4 separate regions of the Mus musculus genome follow, and regions 2, 3 and 4 are each linked to region 1. Evidence: chromatin contacts called from public ChIA-PET and HiChIP or PLAC-seq data. All regions are on one chromosome and are shown on one strand. The core of a region is the stretch at or near the end of the contact, and the rest is flanking DNA. Distances in the headings are between cores, read along the strand shown.

Evidence for each region. ChIA-PET counts read pairs in DNA pulled down with a chosen protein or histone mark. HiChIP or PLAC-seq counts read pairs in DNA pulled down with a chosen protein or histone mark.
Region 2: a contact with region 1 is called in an RNA polymerase II ChIA-PET map of memory CD8 T cells, with 17 read pairs. The contact joins the enhancer-like site here to the promoter of Naa20 in region 1. A contact is called at or near these places in 1 of 39 promoter capture datasets (pre-B cells), 1 of 484 Hi-C or Micro-C datasets (the MNK3 cell line), 5 of 115 datasets of contacts at active chromatin or transcription factors (SST interneurons, bone marrow-derived macrophages, effector CD8 T cells and 2 more) and 2 of 9 other capture datasets (liver and pancreatic islet).
Region 3: a contact with region 1 is called in an H3K27ac HiChIP or PLAC-seq map of embryonic stem cells, with 5 read pairs. The contact joins the enhancer-like site here to the promoter of Naa20 in region 1. A contact is called at or near these places in 5 of 39 promoter capture datasets (HPC-7-derived erythroid cells, cranial neural crest, embryonic stem cells and 2 more) and 5 of 115 datasets of contacts at active chromatin or transcription factors (the 230-238 cell line, astrocytes, embryonic basal ganglia and 2 more).
Region 4: a contact with region 1 is called in an RNA polymerase II ChIA-PET map of effector CD8 T cells, with 7 read pairs. The contact joins the enhancer-like site here to the promoter of Naa20 in region 1. A contact is called at or near these places in 10 of 39 promoter capture datasets (the 3T3-L1 cell line, the HPC-7 cell line, HPC-7-derived erythroid cells and 8 more), 2 of 484 Hi-C or Micro-C datasets (B cells and cerebellar granule neurons), 17 of 115 datasets of contacts at active chromatin or transcription factors (the 230-238 cell line, CD8 T cells, differentiating embryonic stem cells and 9 more) and 2 of 9 other capture datasets (liver and pancreatic islet).

The regions. Positions count from the first base shown.
Region 1 is chr2:145,901,890-145,904,677 of GRCm38.p6, forward strand. It overlaps Naa20 (N(alpha)-acetyltransferase 20, NatB catalytic subunit), which reads left to right and starts at 1,352. Exons shown (of 6, transcript NM_001141965.1): 1 at 1,352-1,473. The coding sequence starts at 1,421.
Region 2 is chr2:146,495,751-146,498,538 of GRCm38.p6, forward strand. All of the region lies in intron 1 of Ralgapa2 (Ral GTPase activating protein, alpha subunit 2 (catalytic)), which reads right to left. Among named protein-coding and RNA genes, the nearest start is that of Ralgapa2, 15 kb to the right of the region's middle. Within about 2 kb of position 1,386, at least 30 of the 459 cell types and tissues checked have an H3K27ac peak or open chromatin away from gene starts, as enhancers often do. A contact at or near this core is called in effector CD8 T cells and memory CD8 T cells, where this site is marked.
Region 3 is chr2:146,465,616-146,468,403 of GRCm38.p6, forward strand. All of the region lies in intron 3 of Ralgapa2 (Ral GTPase activating protein, alpha subunit 2 (catalytic)), which reads right to left. Among named protein-coding and RNA genes, the nearest start is that of Ralgapa2, 45 kb to the right of the region's middle. Within about 2 kb of position 1,381, at least 4 of the 459 cell types and tissues checked have an H3K27ac peak or open chromatin away from gene starts, as enhancers often do. A contact at or near this core is called in embryonic stem cells, where this site is marked.
Region 4 is chr2:146,422,439-146,425,226 of GRCm38.p6, forward strand. It overlaps Ralgapa2 (Ral GTPase activating protein, alpha subunit 2 (catalytic)), which reads right to left. Exons shown (of 41, transcript NM_001033348.3): 15 at 2,179-2,416. Among named protein-coding and RNA genes, the nearest start is that of Ralgapa2, 88 kb to the right of the region's middle. Within about 2 kb of position 1,458, at least 24 of the 459 cell types and tissues checked have an H3K27ac peak or open chromatin away from gene starts, as enhancers often do. A contact at or near this core is called in CD8 T cells, the HPC-7 cell line and effector CD8 T cells, where this site is marked.

The DNA of each region.
Region 1 (2,788 bases), core at 102-2,601:
TATATATACTTTCGGGCCTGTCATACCCATGTTTACAATTATTCATTGTATAATTTACTTCATCAGGCTTAGAGACAAAGCTTGGCGAGGAGCCACTGGGACTACCTGCTCTTTCAACCATTTGCTTTCTTCTCCACCACACCTGGCCCTCAGGTTTGGCCAAGGAATTCCCAAGACACCTGCGGAGCAACTGAGTCCCAAAGGAGTTGGGGATGTGAGTCTGCTGTAATGTAGGCATCTCGCTGAGTTGGATTGGTTTGAGCTCAGCAGCATGTTCTCCAGGACCACCCCAACTGCTGGTAAGGAGAAGAGGGGAAGGCAGCTTCACAGCCCGACAGTACATAGTCTCCTCAGTCACTGGGTCTATGCCGTGGAGACGCTGGGCTGGTGCTTAAAATGTAGCAGGCCAGATGAAAGAATGTAATTCCTAATGGTTAACTTTCAACTTAGACATGAGATAATGTTTCATTTGGTTATTTGGAAACATGTTTGGATTACTTTGATAGCTCTATCATCTTGTATGCATGTATTTGAGACGGTCACACTATGTGTCCTTGACTGGCCTGGAACTCACTATATAGACCAGGGTTTTCGAGGCTCACTAACAGCCTCTTGTCTCTGTCTCCTTACTACTGGGATTACAGGTGTAAGGCACTATTCCTGGCTTGATCTGCTCTTTAATCACACATTTATTAAAATCAGCATCGAAAACAAATAGTTCTGATCATTTTTCTCTCGGATTAAAATAAACTGCAAATATATGGACCAGATTTCAAAGTCTTATTGCCAAAATAAGATAAGATATTCACATTTTTTATACAGATAATCTTTCTTTCTTTCTTTCTTTCTTTCTTTCTTTCTTTCTTTCTCTTTCTCTCTCTCTCTCTCTCTCTCTCTTTCTTTCTTTCTTTCTTTCTTTCTGTTCTTCCTTCCTTCCTTTCTTTTTCTTCCTCTCTCTCTCTTTCTCTCCCTCCCTCTCTCCCTCCTTTCCTTCCTTCTTTCCTTCCTTTCTTCTAAATAATTTTAATGTGCTAGAAAATTTAAGGTCACATCCCTGGTTCATGACAGTGGTTGAGAGAAGAGGCCCTGAGCCATCCTTTTAGGGATCACTTCCTAACTCACCCTGTGAAGCATCTTTGTAGTTTTGAAGCTTGCTTTTACGATTTGGCTCTCTGACTCCAGCTTCTTTCTCCTTGTTACTACTCTGCCTACTTTTTGGAAAGGGTCTGCGGGGCGCGGATCATTAAGGCAATTGCTGATTTCAGCCGCCAGAGAGAGCTACGACGCTACTCTTGTTGCCCAGCAACCTCTGGTCCGGAAGTAGTTCTTTGTCCCACCCCATGGCGGCCGCGGGCGCGAGTACTTCCGGTAGTGCGGGCGCGGGGTCGCGCCGAGCGGGTTGGAGGCTGGCGGCGGCGCAATGACCACGCTCCGGGCCTTCACCTGCGACGACCTGTTCCGCTTCAACAACATGTGAGTGAGGCACGGCCGGCCTCTGTCTTCGCGGCGCGGGACGGGGTCAGCCTCGCGGGGCCGTGGGCCGGGTGGACGCTGCGCGGGCGCGCTGACCGGTGACCTTGGCCGAGGCGCGGCGCTCCCGGTGCGCCCGGGATGATGCGGAGCCGGGCTGGACACCCCGCGCCCGCTCCCTGAGGCGGCCTCACTGCGGAGGGAGGGCGGGGAAGGAGCGCGGTCCTGGTTAAATTGTATCCCAGTGAAGTAACCTTGCGATGCTCCGGGCCCTCTCAGCAAGTTGTGGTTTGTGCTTGGTAGTTACAGTAGCGGAGCGCCCAAAGTAGACTGCCTTGGGTTTTTTTCTTTTTCTCTTAAAAAAAAAAAAAAAAAAAAAAAAAAGACAGGGTTCATTTCGTATCCCTGGGCTCCAGGAACTCTCTGTAGACGAGGCTGGCCTAAACCTCACAGATATGTCTTCCTGTCTTACTAGTGCTGGGATTAAAGGCATGCCCCACCACACCCAGCTAGACTACATTTTTTTTTTTTTGGTTGGGGATCCAATGTACTGAAGACTCCCCGGTGCTGTGTGGTTTCTTTTCAGTCCAAAATTTAAAAACCCGTGATTTGCCGTTCTCCCCTTCTCGCTTTTTAAAAAGAAAAAAAAATTTAGTTTGGAATCCAAATTATGACCATTTAAAAAGCTCAGCATTTCACCGCGAACTCCTGTAGACACATGACCTCGGTTATTTGCTTGATATAACGTAGTAAGAAGTATGGACCGGAAGGTTTAGGTAACAGAAGGGAAGAAACTCTGGGATGATGGACATTTCAAAGAGGGGATGAACCTTGATGAAGGAAATTTGGCAAGGAGGAAACTCTGGAGAAGGCTGCAGGAAAATGGAGTGTGAAGCAGGGTAGGCCTTTGCTTCAGGTGAAGCCAGGTTTAATTATCGTGTTTAATTGGTTCAGATCCGATCTTGTGAGATTTCGGTTAGGTCCCGCTTGTGTTGAATCCTCTGTGCATTTTAGTACTTGTGGCAGGCGCTCATGTAATAATAGGCCCTTAAATCTTCACAAATTCTGTCATGTGCTGATGTCCTCAGTTTCTGGGTGAGGGAAGGGATTGCACACACAGAACCCTGACGTGGAGTAGGTGGAGACTGGCCCTGGTGGTTGTTAAAAAATTGGTCCCATGGAGCTGGAGATGGTTCAGTTGTTAAAAGTACTGGGTGCTCTTCCAGAGGACAGGGGTTCACTCCACATGGAGGCTCACACTTGATTGTAATACTAGTTCCAAGAAGCTGCTGGCCTTTCCTGGCTTGAGTAAGCACCA
Region 2 (2,788 bases), core at 136-2,635, 590 kb after region 1:
ATATAGATTTTACTAAGTAATAACTCAGGAGTATCGGAGGGGAAGCATGTGCGTGTGCATGTGTGTCTTTCTTTCTGGAACTCAGAACATTAGGGCGGGTAGCGAGGATCTTGCACCAGTGCTGGCAGAACAATGTGAGCAGCGTTAATTGCTATAGCAACACTACCGGAGTAGTGAACAGTTTGTTATAGGAGCCCAGTAAGACACAATACAGCCACGTAAGGATAATATAAGTCTTCCCATCCTGGAATGCACAAACGTTTAAGGTATCTTCATAAAAACACAGCATTAGACTATGTATAATGATAACTCGTGCAAACAGGTGGTGTGTGTGGGTGCTCACAAGCACAGCTGAAAGCAAGAGAGACAGGGGAACATGCACAAGCAAGAGAGCAGGTTTACCCAAATACCAGCAATGGATAAAGGACTGCGGAATTTTAAATGATTTTTTACACTACTCAAAGCTCATTCACATTATTCAAATTTTCATAATAGGTGTATTAAATATGCAACCCCCAAAAAAAAGCTAAAAGAAGAAAAGTTGCTTCCCAGTGTTTTGTAAAGAAACGAAAAACTTTCGTTTACAGTAGTTCAAAACTGAACTACTATAAAAGAAATTAGCAACTATGCAGTCTGTACATTGGATACACTATTCTTTAAACTTGAAAACACAACTTTTCAATTCTGAAGAAAAGTTAACACAAATGATACATAGAATAATAGCTTGATCATTTCTAAAAGCAGCAATTTTCACAAATTCCCTGTCCAATATGTGCACTTTAGGAATGGCACCATACCTTGCTCGGAGTGCTTGGTAATGATCTAATTGCTGAAAGGAGATTAGTTATGTTTGGGAAAGGCTGTGTATCTATAATTCAGTAGAAAGGATAGAAAACACAACTACAGCAAGAGATGCTTATGTCATATTCAAGAGCTTGTACTGAGTGGAAAGAAGCAAACATGGATACCTTAAGATGCCAAAAAAGGTGATGAAATCTCCAATCACAACAAGCTTTCATTTACAAGACCTGGTAGCCTTAGACCATATGAGTCAACCTCTTACTCTGCCAGACAGACTATAAAGTGCTAATGAGATGGTCTAGGCTCAGAAATGACAGCTCTGGGAGTCTACCATCGTACAGGTGATGGGATCTTCAGGCTGGAGACAGCAGTAAGAAGACTCAGGAAAGCATGTGGGATACAAGCAGGGCTTTGGAATGGACTTGGGCTCTCAAGCAGAAGAGCAAGCACTAACCATTAAGCTGCTCTCTAAAGAGGGAGGCAGGCATTTATTGATTTGCTGGCATGAACTAACATTGTCTCTGAAGGATCCCAGAGGCTTAGGCTACAGCAGCCACTGCAAGCAGACTGTAGTAGTTTGAATGAGAAAGGCCACCACATTTGAATCGTTCATCCCTAGTGGGTGGGGCTGTTTTGGGAGAGAGTAGGTGTGGCCTTATTGGAGGAGTTGTGTGACTGGTGGCTTTGAGGTTTCAAAAGCCCAGTCTGTCTGCCTACATCTTGCAGACTATTAAGCTCTTAGCTACTTCTGCCATGTCCCTGCCAGGATGGTCATGGACTCACCCTCTGAAACTGTGAGCAAGCCCCCAGTTAAATGCTTTTATACCCTTCTTTGGTCATGGTGTCTCTTCACAGCAATACCACAGTACAGAACAGTACAACTGAACATGTACAAAAGTGGTCAGAAGAGAACACATGCCGTGCTTTCAGTGGTTAACACGCTGAGGCCCAGGAACGTGTGTGCCCCTGTCTTCTTGGGTACGCCTGGTCTCAACCACCGTCTGAGAAAGACACAAGGCTCGGTGGCACTAATTCATAATACAGTTAATACTAAACCAAAATTCAAAGTTCTCACAGGTCTTTTTATTAAGAAACCCTCAAAATACAAAAAAAGCGTTAAAACCTGCAATGAGCCTCCCGGCAGGGTCTGCTGCTGTTTGTCATCATTTATATAGCTGAGTCATTACTATTCTGACCCACAGACATTTTTCTCAGCTCAGTCTTTTTCAGCCAATGGCCTGTCTCCCTCTTCCTCCATGTCTACAGTGCTTTCTAATTGCCTGTCTTTGCCTATTACCCAATTACCAGTGCAGTCCATTGTGGGGCCGCAGCACATGGTCCAGAATACTCTACCTTTCCTGTTCCATGGGCCACAGTGTTCCTAGCCTGCATCCTCATCACTGGTCCCTGCAGAGCGAGGAAGGACACAAACTGTGTGTCCCCTCTTTCTCCACAAGTATGCATGCCACAGCTTCTACACCACTCAGAGCTGTCCAATACCACTTCCTTCTCTCTTCTCTTTTGTCTCCAGTCACTGCCCAGCTTAGGACAAAGGTTTTGACTCTTCATAAAGTAAGCTGTGTTGGCTTGAATGAGATCTCCAACCCCCAACCCCGCTTCTCAGGCATTGAATATTAGGCTTCCCTGTTGGTGACCATGTTTGGGGAGGCTCAGGAAGGATGTCTTTGCTGGAGAAAATTCATCTCTGCCGGTAGCCTTCAAGGTTTCAAAAGCCATGTGTCATCCCAGTTGACGCTCAGCTTCCAGCTCCAGTCCCTACACTTCCCTGCTGGGACAAGGCATGAACTTAGCCCTCTGTAACTGTAAGCCCCAAATAAACCCTTCTCTCTCTAAGCCTTGGTCGTGGTGTTGCATCACTGCATTAGAAAGGTAACTAACCCATAAGCAATAGAGAGCTCGCAGTGAGACAGCCAGCGTCTAGTGAGCAGGTCTACTTACCCAAACAGGAAGCACAGCAATTCAGCTC
Region 3 (2,788 bases), core at 131-2,630, 560 kb after region 1:
ATGAACTTTAAAACCACCAGTCTTCATTTAATTTAGATGGGAAACTTTTTGTTCCCCAAACTATTACCAGATGACTGCAGCACGCCAAGTTGGTTCACACTTGATTTCAAGTCTACATGGAAAGCAGTGAAGAATGAGGAAGATACTAATGCAGACCAGTTAATCTACCTGAAACACTAGCCAATTAAACCTGTTCAGCTCGGGACTAGAGAGCCAGGGAGTAACCCTTCCCCAAACCAGCTGTAGGGCATGATGCTGTGCGAAGAGAAGATGCTGCCCTGGGAGGAAACAGACTTCCTTTAAAAGAACAGACATCCTAGCTCCTTGACCTTGGAAGTAACAAATGTACAGGGAACTTAGATTGAGAATTGGAAGTCCCTTCAGGAGAGCATTCTGTGGGTGTCTTGACTACACAACTTCTGGCTTCAGAAGGAACCACGGACAGCCTGCACACACTTCCATATCAACCTACAGGACACATCTTTTTCACTACCGTCTGGTGGATTTTTACCAGTTACTAAAAATAACTCAACTCTGATATAAACAGAGTATTTTCACTAGCGGTCAATACTTGTTTAGAACCTTTAAATTCAAGTAAGACAGAGCTAAAACAAACAAACAGATAATCTTAACAATAAAATGAATACATTTTAGCTCAAAAAAATGCTTTATTACTTATACCAGAAATCCTTTCTACTACACAATACTACTTAATCTCTCAGCATGCTGTTATGGAATAAGTAAAACACAGTTCTGTATTGTCAGATTCCTATTGGTCACTGTAAATACTAAATTCACATTTCACCTCCTGGAACGCAACCACTTCAAAACAACCTTCCAGCATTCTTCTCAGGTGGACAGGCATAAGGCCCACTCTGCCATTACAGCTGGATTCCCTGGGAGAAAGGACTTACACTTTAGTGATACATCAAGTATCCTCAACATCAGGACCAGTGCCTAGCACACAATATTTTCTAATAAGCAGTGGCACAAGCAAACAGATCGATAAAAAGTCATGAAAAGAAATCAAAGGAATTCTAGTTTTAGTACACACACACACACACACACACACACACACACACACACACACACATGAGTTTGAGGCCAGCCTGGTCTATAGAGCTCCAGGACAGCCAAGGCTACACAGAGAAATCCTGTCAAAAAAAAAAAAAAGGTAAGGGGAAGGAAAAGAAAGAAGAAAGAAATCAAGAAATCAACCAACCAACCAACCATGGCAGGGAAGCACTAGGTGGCAGTTAATAAAACTGAAAATGTAACTGTGTCTCCAAACATTTTACATCTCAATACATGCTTAGGTCATTGCTTAAAAGATAATGATTTCTTAGCCCAGGAGAAAACAGACTTAAAATCTCTAAGAACTTAGACTTAATTTACAATACAAAAAAGGCTGGGCGTGGTGGCTCAGGCCTTTAATCCCAGCACTTGGGAGGCAGAGGCAATCGGATTTCTGAGTTTGAAGCCAGCCTGGTCTACAGAGTGAGTTCCAGGACAGCCAGGGCTATACAGAGAAATCCTGTCTCGAAAAACAAACAAACAAACAAACAAGCAAACAACACAAAAAGGACATTTAAAATAAATATGGAACATACTGTTTTTAAAGAGAGACATATCAGACATTCTACATTTTTTTTAATCAACCAAGATACTGAAAACCTGATTATCAATTGTCATGGTTTGAATATGCTTGGCCCAGGGAGTAGCACTATTTGGAGATGTGGCCCTGTTGGAATAGGTGTGTCACTGTGAGTGTGGGCTTTAAGACCGTCATCCTAGTTGCCTGGAAGTCAGTCTTTTGCTAGCAGCCTTCAGATAAAGATGTAGACCTCTCAGCTCCTCCTGCCTGGATGCTGCCATGTTCCTACCTTAGTGATAATGGACTGAACCTCTAGCCCTGTAAGTCAGCCCCAATTAAATGTTGTCCTTGTAAGAGTTGCCTTGGTCACAGTGTCTGTTCACAGCAGTAAACCCTAACTAGGACATCAATGAAGACCTAAAAAGACAAAGGTATCCTAATGACAAAGGTTTTTGTTTACTTAAGTTAACCCAAAGCAGCAAAAAGGGCGGGGGGTGGGGGGTGACTTTATTCCATGCAAGTACCATGCAGCTGCAATGATGGTTCCACAAAAGAGACAATCCCAAAGAAAAATTGAAATGTGTCCTCAAAAACAAAGTAAATAAAAAGGAAAATTGAGTTTTAGTGTTTCTGATTTATGTTCTTAAAGACTCAAGTGTTATATTGAAGAGATGATGAAAACTTGGGGAAACTAATGAAGTAGATATGTAATTAGATAACCTTCTGAAATCATAAAATATTAACTAATGAGGATGGAAAGCATGGTTAGCACTAAACTAGACTATTACAGATTACCCCATGAGCCAGTACAGTACACATCACGAACTCCCCAGAACCACATAAAAGAACACACACAAGAAATGCCTGGACAAAACACACTTAAAGTTGTAAATTCAATATAAATCTAAAAAGCACTAGGCAAAAACCAAATAGAAAATGTAGTATATTCCTTAAACAACAGCAACAAGGCTGACCTTGGCCTTTTCATCAGCTGCGGTGAAGTGATCATGAGTCACAGAGTGGACGTCAGGACAGTGAGAAAGTGAGGACAACAGGGACCCAAAGCACACCATGGGCCTATACAGCAATGCAGTTCCTGGTGTTTCTGAAGCAAATTACATCTACCTCAGACATACACATTAAAGGGTGGGTGGTAATGATCTGAAAATTATATAGTCACCTACGTATGCTTTT
Region 4 (2,788 bases), core at 208-2,707, 520 kb after region 1:
AAATATGAAGACCAGATACAACTTGTGGCTTGTTTTTACAGTTTCCTTGGTATGTAGCTTCTGTTTTCACTAATTTAGTGCTTAGGCCCATATTTGTATAATAAATATTTAAATTACTTTTTTGACTAAGGTAACATAAATTAAGATGTTTATCATGGTCATTATTTAAATAATTTGCTCCTATCTCTCTGGAAAACAGCACTTTTGAAGTTGTTTACTTTCCATTGCTAATTTATAACTTCATAGGACTGTGTTTATACACTAGGTAGGAAAAAAGTACTTCAGGATACAGTGTGTCCCACACATGTAGAGATGTTCCTGTGAGTGATTGTGTGTGTGTGTGTGTGTGTGTATTTAAACACCTTCAGGATGTAGGAAACACACTTATTTTGAAAAAGTAAGTGGTACTTTGTGTCTCAGTTCTTCCCCTTCAGCAGAGAAAACTCTCCTCTAGACTGAGAAGCAGTGTCTTAGGTAGCCAGTCTCCTGCAGATAGTATCGTGATACTTCCAGGGCCTAGTTCACATGGAAACCTCAGACATGCAAGAGAGAACCAGAAGAGAATAGGATTTCTAGTCTAGTATGTATTTCTAAAAACAATTCTGTTTAGCTTCAACTATGGAGAAAAAGTGACCTGTTGCTAAAGCTATGTTAAAACATTACTGTGCCGTGTCATTAAAATCTAAACTGGAATTAAGCCATTCTACTAGAAAGCTATGAACATAAGCTACTTTGCTTTGGCTTGCTGCTTGCTTTTACTAACTGGAGCTTTGGCAAGCCATTCTCAGCCTGCAATGAATACATGATAAGCCAGTCCTTAGCTCATTTATATGGTTAGCTCGTCACTAGAACTAGTTCACATCTCTCTGTATCCACATCCTTTGTTCTCACAGTGACTCTGGACTTCATTACGTGACTTACTTTGGTAGTAAGACTGAAGATGTGAGGCCTTAAAATTTTACTTCTATAACATTATATTAACAACCATGTGCCAACGTGCTGAATTATGAAACGTGTGTGTAGCCCAGTCACACTCACTGCCCTGGCTGACAGCCAGTCAGTTCCTAGAATCAGAGCACTCTAAGTGGCCACACAGCACAAAGAAAATCAAATGAAAATGAGAATTAGCAGTGGCAGAGTGTGCAACCCACATTATCAACTCATAAAATCATGGTCTAAATAAAAGAATGGTTAAGCTACTATGTTTTAAGGTGATTTGTCACATAGCAAAAGCCAACTGATACAGTCTACAAAAGGTTACTATTACTAAAACATAATCTATTATCAAACATATGTAACTTGGCAAAGCTTTGAAGAAAAGAGGCCTTCAAGGTCTCAGAACCAAGTGAAATTACTTATCACCCACAGAAATGTCTGTATTCTGTGACTCTCTTTGCTATAACCCTGAGAAGGTGCCTCTCTATTTCCCCAGGAAGCCCACGAGCCTCCCAGGCATTCTGCTGTTTAACCACACCTATAGCCACTTCCTACTCGGTCCAGTTTGTTTCTGCATTTGCTATGTACTATATGCATTTGAACGAACACATTTGAGTCTTTACAATATAAGTGAATAGACAAGTTAACTCAAGTGCCACAGTCCTTAGGAACTGTAACAGTGACAAGAGGGTGCCACTGTCATCTCCAACAGAGACTCCCATTATTTCACAACTCAAAACTACCACTTTTACTTCCTCAGGTCTTAAAACAGTTTGACCTAAAAACACAATAAAGCCAAAATGGCTCCCATCTCAAGCACTTGGAATTTTTCCACACGTTCTAGGCAGCATGTATCTTAGCAGTGTAGTATTTGGGCTGGACTTGCCTGGCTTTGATGTCTGTCTTTATCACTTCTTTCCTAAGCCACCCTGACTCACTGAATCACTATAAGGTCTTTGTATTTTTCATTTTCTGTCTATGACACAGCTGTAACTAAAAGAGCTACCATAAGGGTGAAGACCATGTAGAAAGCACTGGTCACTGTTACTCCTCTCAGTACTTTTCTCTGTTGTCTTCCACAGTCTCTTTAGTTATCAGTCAAGGGGACAAAGTAATAGACACAATCTAACAGCAGCATTGAAAAAAACACGAGGCAGCTGGTTCAGCTCGTTATGAACTACTACGCACTAAAAGCTTAGGTCCACACATGAGCACTCTCTCACCCGGTACCTCTGCTCTTACCTTTGCCACGCTGCTTCTTCTCCTTTTGTTCACTTAACTTATCTAGAGGTAGGTTTGTCATTTCAACTCCATACACAGTTCTGGCAAGCACGGCTGTCAAGGAATCCATGATGTTAGACCATTCAGTGATGAGTTCCTCCCATTCCGTAAGGGATGACAGCACCCTGAGAAAGTCATCCCAGAGCTCCCGAGAAATGTACACACAGAGGTTTGCTCGGATCCAAGCCACAATAAGTGTCTGAAACCAAACAAATTTATGATTTTTAACAAACAAAAAATTAAAATAACACCCTCTTCATTACTTTGGACCACCTGTATCTAGGATTTGAATTATGGTAACAAGTTATCTGAGGAAATATTATTCTAAAGTCCATGGCTAACACTGCTGTTGTCAGTAAGAAGACAAAACATCTCTGTCCAGCTATCTCAAACACCTTCCTGCATGTGTTGTCTAAGCCCCCATGTGCTGCAAGACTTTGAGCAGCTGAGACTGCTGCAGAATTCAAAGACAACTCACTGAATGAGACTGCCTTCACCGTCAGCCAGGAGACCTTCAGTCTAGCAGCACGTACCCAGCTTCAGCGCCTTCTGAGAGGCACGCCTACTCCTG